Linked DNA regions of Ovis aries: region 1 is linked to region 2. The links are chromatin contacts, called in public Hi-C maps. All regions are on one chromosome and are shown on one strand. Each heading gives the region's core, a stretch centred on a gene start, on an enhancer-like site or on the middle of the called end of the contact. The rest is flanking DNA. Distances are from core to core; before and after follow the strand shown.

Region 1 (4,047 bases), core at 368-2,867, 270 kb before region 2:
TGTGTGTGGGTTCCATCCTTGAGCTAAGATCTCACATTCCCTAGGGCCAGAAAGCCAAAACATTTTTCAAAAAAGCCAGAAACGATTTTGTAACAAACTCAGCAGAGACTTTAAACGTGATCTACATAAGAAAAAAAAAAATCTTTAAAAGAAAAAGAAAGGAGGGTGTGGATTAAGGAAGTAGGGAGGCCACAAGGAGGCTGTGGAGGGCCAGGGAGCGGCCTGGGGCCAGGAGGCGGGGTCCAGAGAGGGAAGAAGGGGTCGGGGGTGCTGAGCACACAGGGGAGGCCAGGAAGGGCCACTGAGTGAGTTCAAGCGGCCAGCGTGGTGCCTCTGACCTTGGCCTTGACGGAGAGGTGGGGTTGGGGGGAGGAGGACGTGAAGACAGAAAGAACGTAGGCGGTGGAGGAGAGGAGCAGAGAGAGGAGGCCACAGCTACAGTGCATGGCATGCGGGGTCGAGGGAGGGTTCTGTTTTTGTAGAGTGGGTACAGGAGAAGGTGTTTGAGGGCAGCCTGGTGGAGGGGGAGCGCAGGAGGAGTCCTCGGGAGGTGAGCTGGGCAGTGTCGGCTGGGAGGATGGACCTTCGTGCCCACTGACCCGAGAGAAGGAGAACGCGATGTGGGCAGGTGTGTGTGTGGAGGGGAGGCAGCACCCTGTAGCTGTCTGACTGGGAGGACGAGTGGAGGAGGCTTGGAGAGGGAGAAGGGGGAGGGGAGACTCACTTCCAAAGCAGCAGCTGCCTTGGCCACCTGGGGGAGTTGAAGAGCTTAGAGGGGGCCTCCGCTCGGTTGGTGGGAGTTTTCTCCAGTGGTTTGCAGCTCTTGGGGCAGACCGGAGACATTGGGGGTACCTCTTCCAGGAGGCTGGTCCAGCCTCCCCTCTGCTCGGTCAGGCCCCAGACCTCACCTTGCCTCCCAGGCTTGGTGCGTGGTTCGTGCGTGCGTGCTAAGCTGCTTCAGTCGAGTCCGACTCTTTGTGACCCCGTGGACTGTAGCCCACGAGGCTCCTCTGTCCATGGGATTCTCCAGGCACGAATACTGGAGTGGGTTGCTATTTCCTTCTCCAGGGGGTCTTTCTGACCCAGGGATCGAACCTGTGTCTCTTATGTCTCCTGCCTTGGGTTCTTCACCACTGGCGCCACCTTGGAAGCCTTGGTGCGTGGTGGGAGCTCAGTAAATGCCTGTTAACTGACTGATGTGTGTTCGGACTGCCAGGGAGAGGCAGAGCCTGGATGGAGTGGTGCAGGGGAGCGGGTGGACGGAGCCTGGCTGCCCTGGTGGCCTGGGGCCGGCAGGGGGAGCCCACGAGCCGCAAGCCTGGACCGCTGCTCCCCTGCCTGGTGCGGCCCAAAGGGAAGACCAGGCCCAGCAAGGGGAACCAGCCTGGGTGGACCCAGAGTCTGTGAGCGGATGAGGAGGGCCTAGCTTCCCACACAAATCACTAGCCGTCTGACCACAGGTGGCCTCCGAACCTTCCTGGGACCATTTGCTCATCTGTAAAATGGGGAGGATTCCAGCCACGCCCTTGATTCAAGCTGGGGACACCCCAGCGGGGCATCTGTGGGTGGGGAGCCCTCTGGCAATACAGGGGGCCTGCGGCAAACAGGCACCACACCTGCTTGGTTCTGCCGGTCTGTGAGGAGGACGGTTGTCCTGGTTCCCTGTGTCCTGCTGCCTACACATAACAGCAATGATGATGTAACTGATTGATGATGTAACTGATTCAGTGCCACCAACCTGCCTGGCCTTAGCATGTATGAGTAAGCTTGAAATCACTGTGCAAGGGCTGTCTTAATCCCCATTCTATACATGAGGATGCTAGGGGCTCAGAGGTGTGGAAGCAGCTGGCAATTGGCAGAGTTTAATTCTGAACCCCTGAGGCACCCTCCACCTCCATGAGCCTCAATTTCCCTTCCTAACAAAGGGGGCGGGACAAGATCTTCCAGGGGACCCTCCTTCCACATGCCCTCCCTGTGAGCTTTCGGAAGGGTGAATGCACAGGGCTGCTTTGCATCCTTGGACAGAGTGAGCCGTCCCTGGAAGTGGACAGGAGATCTGTGGGCGGTGGGGAGGCCCCTGGGCTGCTCCCCTCCCCGCCCGCCTGACTCCTGCCCCATCCCGCTGCAGCGTTTCTGAAGGGCCTTAGTGACAAACAACGGGAGGAGCATTACTTCTGCCGGGACTTCGTCAGGCTGAAGAAGATCCCGACGTGGAAGGAGACGGCGAAAGGTAGGCCCTGCGCTGGGGACCCAGCTGGCTGAGTGTGGTGTGGTCCCTTCAGACCCTTATCTGGGGAGCATCATCCAGACAAGGCCAAAGAGAAGAAGGGTGGCGGCATTTATGAGTGCTTGCTCTGTACCGGGCACTTTGAAGTATCACCTCTTTTCAGCCTGAGGTAGGTTTGGTAGTTTGTTGAAAAATGATTTCTTTCTTTCTTAAAAGAATATTTATTTGTTTGGCTGCACCAGGTCTTCGTTGCGGCCTGGGGGATCTTTGGTTTTGGCTTTAGTGCAGAATCTTAGTGGCAGCATTCGAGATCTAGGTCCCTGATTAGGGATGGAACCTGGGCCCCCTGTACTGGATGTGTGGCGTCTTAGCCACCGGAACCCCAGGGAAGTCCTTGGTTTGGCTCTTATCCCCGTTATGTCATTGGGAAACTGAGCCTTAGATGCACAATGCCGTGGCTGCTGGAGCGGGGACTTGCTGGCCTGGTGCAGTGGCCTGCAGGGCAGCGTCCTCATGAGGACCTCGGCCCTGCACGTTGCAGGACTGGTGACCGGGACCCCGGGCCAAGTCACGAAATGCTCCCAAGCCTCAGTTGTTTGATGTTGTTTAGTTGCTGAGTCGTGCCCGACTCGTTTGCGACCCCATGGGCTGTAGCCCACCAGTCCAGGGCTCCTCTGTCCATGGGGTTGTCCAGGCAAGAATGCTGGAGTGGGTTGCCATTTCCTTCTCCAGGGGATCTTCCCGACCCAGGGATTGAACCCTCCTCTCCTGCGCTGGCAGGCAGATTCTTTACCACTGAGCCACCTGGGAAGCCTCAGGTCTGGGTGACCCAGTGTGTAAAATGGGGATGGATGGCATGGCTTCTCTACCTGTGTGGAGCATTGCTGTGAAGATTCAAGGAGATGAGTGTGTGCTGCACATAGTAGGTGCTTGGTCGGTGTGGGCTGTCCTCAATCGCGTCATTGGTCCCCGCGAGGCACCCTGCCTCTGGCGGCAGAGGGCGGTTGATGGGGGCTTGCCTGACCAGGGTCCCTGGTGGCTTGCTCCACCGTGGGGGCCTCCCTGTGACCACCCCTCGGCCTCTGCTTGTTCCAGGGGTGACCGTGAAGGTGGAGGAGCCCAAATACAAGAAGGACAAGCAGCTCAACGAGAAGATCTCCCTGTTCCGAGGTGACATCACCAAGCTGGAGGTGGACGCCATCGTCAACGCCGGTGAGTGGGGCCTTCAGGCTGGGCCTGAGTCCAAGACCCGGGCGGCCGCCTCATCCCTGTGCCAGGCCCACCCGGACGCCACCTGGCTCCAGTGAGGCTCTGGTGGCCGGTTGAGGGTGGCCCGCTGGCGCCGCAGACGCCTCTCCCCGTGGAAAGCCTGACCCGTCGTGTCAGGGACGCCTTGGCTGAGCTGCCTCGAAGCTCTGAGACCCATTAGCGGCCGGGAGGGGAGAGAGCTGGGCTGGAATTGCGCCGGGCGGCCCTGCCAGGAAGGCAGAGGCCAGAGGGGGTGGTCCGACCTCGGGGGCTGCAGATGGTCCCGAGCACGGCTTTCCTTCTTCCGCCTCCTGCCCACCTGGCCCCGCTCTGAACGGGGGGCGGGCGAGGGAGCATGTCGGGGAGCGTGTCGGGGGAAGGGTTGGGGGGCAGAGGCTGCTGCGCCCATGCCTGGCTTCCTGAGCAGCCATTTCTTGTGATGTGTTGAGGAGTCTGCTGTTTCTCTCCCCTCTCGGGAGCGGGAGAAAGGTGGTTGTAATCCTTCCAGGTGGTGGTTGTCTGGCCGAGGTCAGGAGTGGGCTGTCAGGGACTGTCAAGTCCAGCGGGTGCTC
Region 2 (4,095 bases), core at 1,546-4,045:
GGTGATAACTGGGACTGGGAGAACCGGTGCGGGCAGAGGGGAAGCGAGGCTGGAGAGATGGAGGAAGAGGTGGACAACGATCTGGGGCGAATCGCAGGGTGCTGGTCTAGGAGCAGGAAGGTGGCTGCTTTCAGCGTGGGTGGAGGAAGACCAAAAAGGCCCCTGAGAGAAAAAGGGAAGAGAAGAGGAAGCTGGGGAGGTAACACGGAAGAGCGCAGGAGGGCGGTGAAGGGAGAAGGGCCAGGGGGAGGGGGGTGGTCGGCAGAAAGACAAGTGTGCAGCTTGGAGTCCGGACGAGGTGGGTCCCCGGACAGGACGCGGAAGGGAGGTGTACGGGGCCAGGAGCCAGATGACAGGGCAGCCGAGGCTTACAGGCTGGCAGCCGGGGCACGAAGAGAGCTGAGGAGGGAGGAGGCTCTGCAAGGTGCAGGGGCCCAGCCAAAGAATGTGGGGAGCCCTCCGGGCTCCTTACCTGCTCGGTGTCCCTCTCGTTCAGCGTGGGTAGGGGGGTCCGAGCGCTGGACATGGCGCCGGTATCTCAAGGGAGGGAAACCGAGAAGCTTGGAGGAAGGGAGGGAAGGGAAGGCGCGGAGCCCGGCCGGGCGGGGCTTCTCACAGCAGGAGCACCCGCCGCATGGGCCCCGGCCGGGGGTGCGGGGAGGCCGGGCTGCCGTTCACGCCAGCCCGGGGATGCGCCGCTCGGGCTAGGCCGCGCCGGCTCCGAGCAGCTCCGGACCGCACCCCCCCGACCCCCGGCTGGGCCGTGCCGCCTTTCGGCCGGGCCGCGCCGCTCCGCCTACTTTCTGCCGCCGCAGCCGGCCGCCTGCCTCGCTCCTCCCCTGCCCTCAGCGGCACTGCTCCGCGCCCGGCACACAGGCAGCCGCCGCCGGACCTGCTGCTCCCAACATGGCCGCCACCACCGCCGGTCCTCGGCTCTTTCCGCCGGCAGCAGCCGGAAACATCCGAAGCGGCTAGAAACGGGAGGGAGGCGCTCCTTCTCCTCCCAGCCACCGACTACTGGTGAATTCCGGAAACACCCGAAGAAGGTAATCCTGGGGACGCGCGCTGCTCCGCGATTCCGAAGACCAAGCTTCGGCTCTGTTTACGGAAATCTACGAAGAGACTCCGGGTACTCCAGCCACGCCTACAGGCCTTTCCCCGCCCACTTCAAGCAGGTTTTCGGCAGTTTCCGGAAACACCCGAAGCCTCTCCGCGCGCTGGGAGCGGGCCACGCCCCCATCCCGCCCCGCCGCGGACGGCGGTCGTCGGCCATTTCCGGCAACACCCGAGATCGGGCGAGTCTCGGGTCATTCCCTCGGATGGTACCCAAAGTCTGACTCTTCGTTTCTTTCCGTCAGTTTTCGGGTATTTGCAAATCTTGACCAGGGAGCGTAGATCACGTGTGCGTGTTACTATTTGACTAAGTAGAAAATAAAACTGTTAAGCCCTGGTATTGACATCGTTTGGTTCTAAAGCAACTTCCTATCTGTGTGTCCGTTCCTCTTAGTCAGCTCATTAAATACATCTCGTTTATCATCCAGCCTATCTATCAACATGTGAGTCTCCTGTCAGATGCAGCGTTAGTCTATTACCTGTCTACCTACCGTTCATCACCTGTTGTTGTCCATCTTGGCTTCTATTTGTCTATCCGTGTACCCCACATCTAATCCACAGGGCTTCTCAAGGTCCCTGGCAAACACCAGGTAAACGTCCTTGGCTCCCAGCTGCCAAAGTCTTCAGAGATTCCCTCAACCCTGCATTCTACCTCTAGCTCTTTGCAGTGAAAATGCAATGGGATCTTGGGGAAAAAAATCACATAATATCTCTGTTTAGCTCCTCAATGTCCCTATCTTGAAAGAATCCATGCCTTTGTTCCCGTGATGACATTCTAAATAATATCTTTGGATTTGTACCTTTTTTATTTTTTTCTTTCAAAAAAAAGTCTTCTAATTGTTCAAAATAGCACAAAACGGCATTGCACTATGGCAATATTGAGTCATGCCAGTTCCCTTTTTAAATATCCCTCTGAGGTTGGGCAGGAGAGACATTCTCATCTTTAATCACATTTCACTTATCCCTTCTAAAACAAGGAAACTCATGGGGAAAATAAAAGAGAGAAACTGGTTGAAAAATGAGGATTCTTCAGGATGGCACAAAGAATGAACAACTGGAGGCGTTCCTTTCCTTTATGGGCCTGTTTTCCTATTAATGAATAGAGGTCACTATTCATAAGCTTGAGGTCCCTCTCATCTCTGGAGAGCCTCTTACTTTAACAGGAAGTCCATGTGGCAATCCAAGTTCACTCTTCACTTCCCCCTAGGTTACCTCACCAAGGACAGTGAATAGACCGGCAGGTGTGATTCCTCTGGCTGTCCCCACCCATTGTACCCCAGACATGTTGGAAAACCATCCCTCAAAGCTACCCTAGGTTCAACAGCAGTTTAAGGTAGACAGAAGCCAGAATCCCCACAAGACCCAAAGACCAACCTCAAGCAGCGAGTCTGCAGAAGGTACAGAGAGAGGCCCAAGAGCTTGCAGGAAAAGAGTGTGGATTGGACCTCTGACACTTGACTTCCAACTCCAGCTCCAGCATTTTGAGCAGAACCCTTGGCTAAGTCAACCAGAGAAACAGGCAGCCAGACAGAGCAATGAGAGGTAGCTATGAACGCACTTCCTAAGGCAACAGGTATGACTTACAGTCCTAATAAATGCGTGGGACTCCAGGACACCGCTCCATGCTCCACCTCGGCTCCATTCAGGCACCCAGCCCTTGAGGAAGAAGCTGATGAAGAAACACAGAAGGAGGTGAGAGGGAAAAAGAGGAAGAGGTGAAGCCGGAGGACACACCCCCACCCCAAATTCATCCGGAAAATCCATGAGAATAGTCTGCCCTCTGGTGGCCAAAGGGAGACTCACCGCTGAATCCTGGGCGGGGAAATAGCCTCAAAGGCTGGGGTCCCTGCAGAAAGGAAAAAGGGGAAAGGGTTGGAGAAGTAAATGGAGCTGCCCTCAGCGGGCTTCCCTGGCCCCTGTCCCGGGAGACTTGACTACGCTCGCTCTGCCTCTTGCATGCTTCCGTTCCCCTCGAGTTCTCATCCCTGTATTCTGCCCCTTGGCCCCTGCCCCCATCCTACATTCTCTCCTCTTCCTCACAAGGCTGCCTAACCGGTCTCCCTGCCTAGACTCCCTCCAACTTGCCCCACCAGACAAGCCAGAATAATCTTCCTGAAGTCCAGCTCCAATTACAGCTCTGCTGCTAGAAGGCTCTCACCAGCTCCCTTGCGGGCTAGGCAGGCTGACTTTGTGGGCCTATGACCTGTGCAGTCTCACAAAGTCACTCTTAGAAGGGCCTTAAACTTGAAGCTTGATATAATGCTCTACTGTTACCCCTCTTGAAATTTTTACCAAGGGGCCCCTGCCTATTCAAATTGCCCTGGGCCCCACAGATTTTGTAGCTGGTCCTGGCAGTAGAAGACTTTAGCCTGCGTTGAAAACTTTGCCCAAGACTTCTGGCGGCCCAGGGGTTAAGACTGCTTCTACTGCAATGGATGTGGGTTTGATCTCTGGGTGGAGAACTAAGTTTCCACATGCCAAGTGGCACAACCAAAAAAAAAAGAAAGTAAAAGAAAACTTTATACAATCTGACCTCAACCTTGTGAATATCCTCTCTAATTACATATCACTGGTTGACACCTCCCTGTAATTCGTGCCCTGCCACCGAGCTCTCTCACCTTCATTCCGCTCAATTGCCAGTCAGTTCAGGCTGATCAATTGCCCATCACCTATGTCATCTGGAATTCAGGATGTATTGATACTTCAAGATCCAGTTCAAATATCATCTTCTCATATCCCTGAACCCACCTAATCTCCTCAAAGATTAATTATTGCCACACATTTACCTCTCTCTAATCTGCAAATTCACTCATTCACAAATCTCTGCTGAGCACCTAATATGTGCAAGGCACAGTTCTAAGCTCTTCAGGTGTATCAGTGAGCAAAATAGTCGAAGATCTCCACCTTTGGGGAACTTACATCTCCACTGGGGAAAGAAAGACAACAAACATAGTAGTTAATATTAAGTTCTTCCCCCCCAAA

The links. Hi-C and Micro-C count contacts between places; a contact is called where the count stands out from the background.
Region 1: a Hi-C map of skin fibroblasts shows a contact between it and region 2, with 4 times the contacts expected there. The contact joins the enhancer-like site here to the promoter of MARK2 in region 2. A contact is called at or near these places in 4 of 16 Hi-C or Micro-C datasets (liver, muscle, skin fibroblasts and 1 more).

What each region holds. Positions count from the first base shown.
Region 1 is chr21:38,919,356-38,923,402 of ARS-UI_Ramb_v3.0, reverse strand. MACROD1 (mono-ADP ribosylhydrolase 1) reads left to right here. Exons shown (of 9, transcript XM_060404077.1): 2 at 2,129-2,230; 3 at 3,323-3,439. Among named protein-coding and RNA genes, the nearest start is that of MACROD1, 10 kb to the left of the region's middle. Within about 2 kb of position 1,617, at least 7 of the 54 cell types and tissues checked have an H3K27ac peak or open chromatin away from gene starts, as enhancers often do.
Region 2 is chr21:38,650,970-38,655,064 of ARS-UI_Ramb_v3.0, reverse strand. It overlaps MARK2 (microtubule affinity regulating kinase 2), which reads right to left and starts at 2,795. Exons shown (of 19, transcript XM_060404076.1): 1 at 2,698-2,795.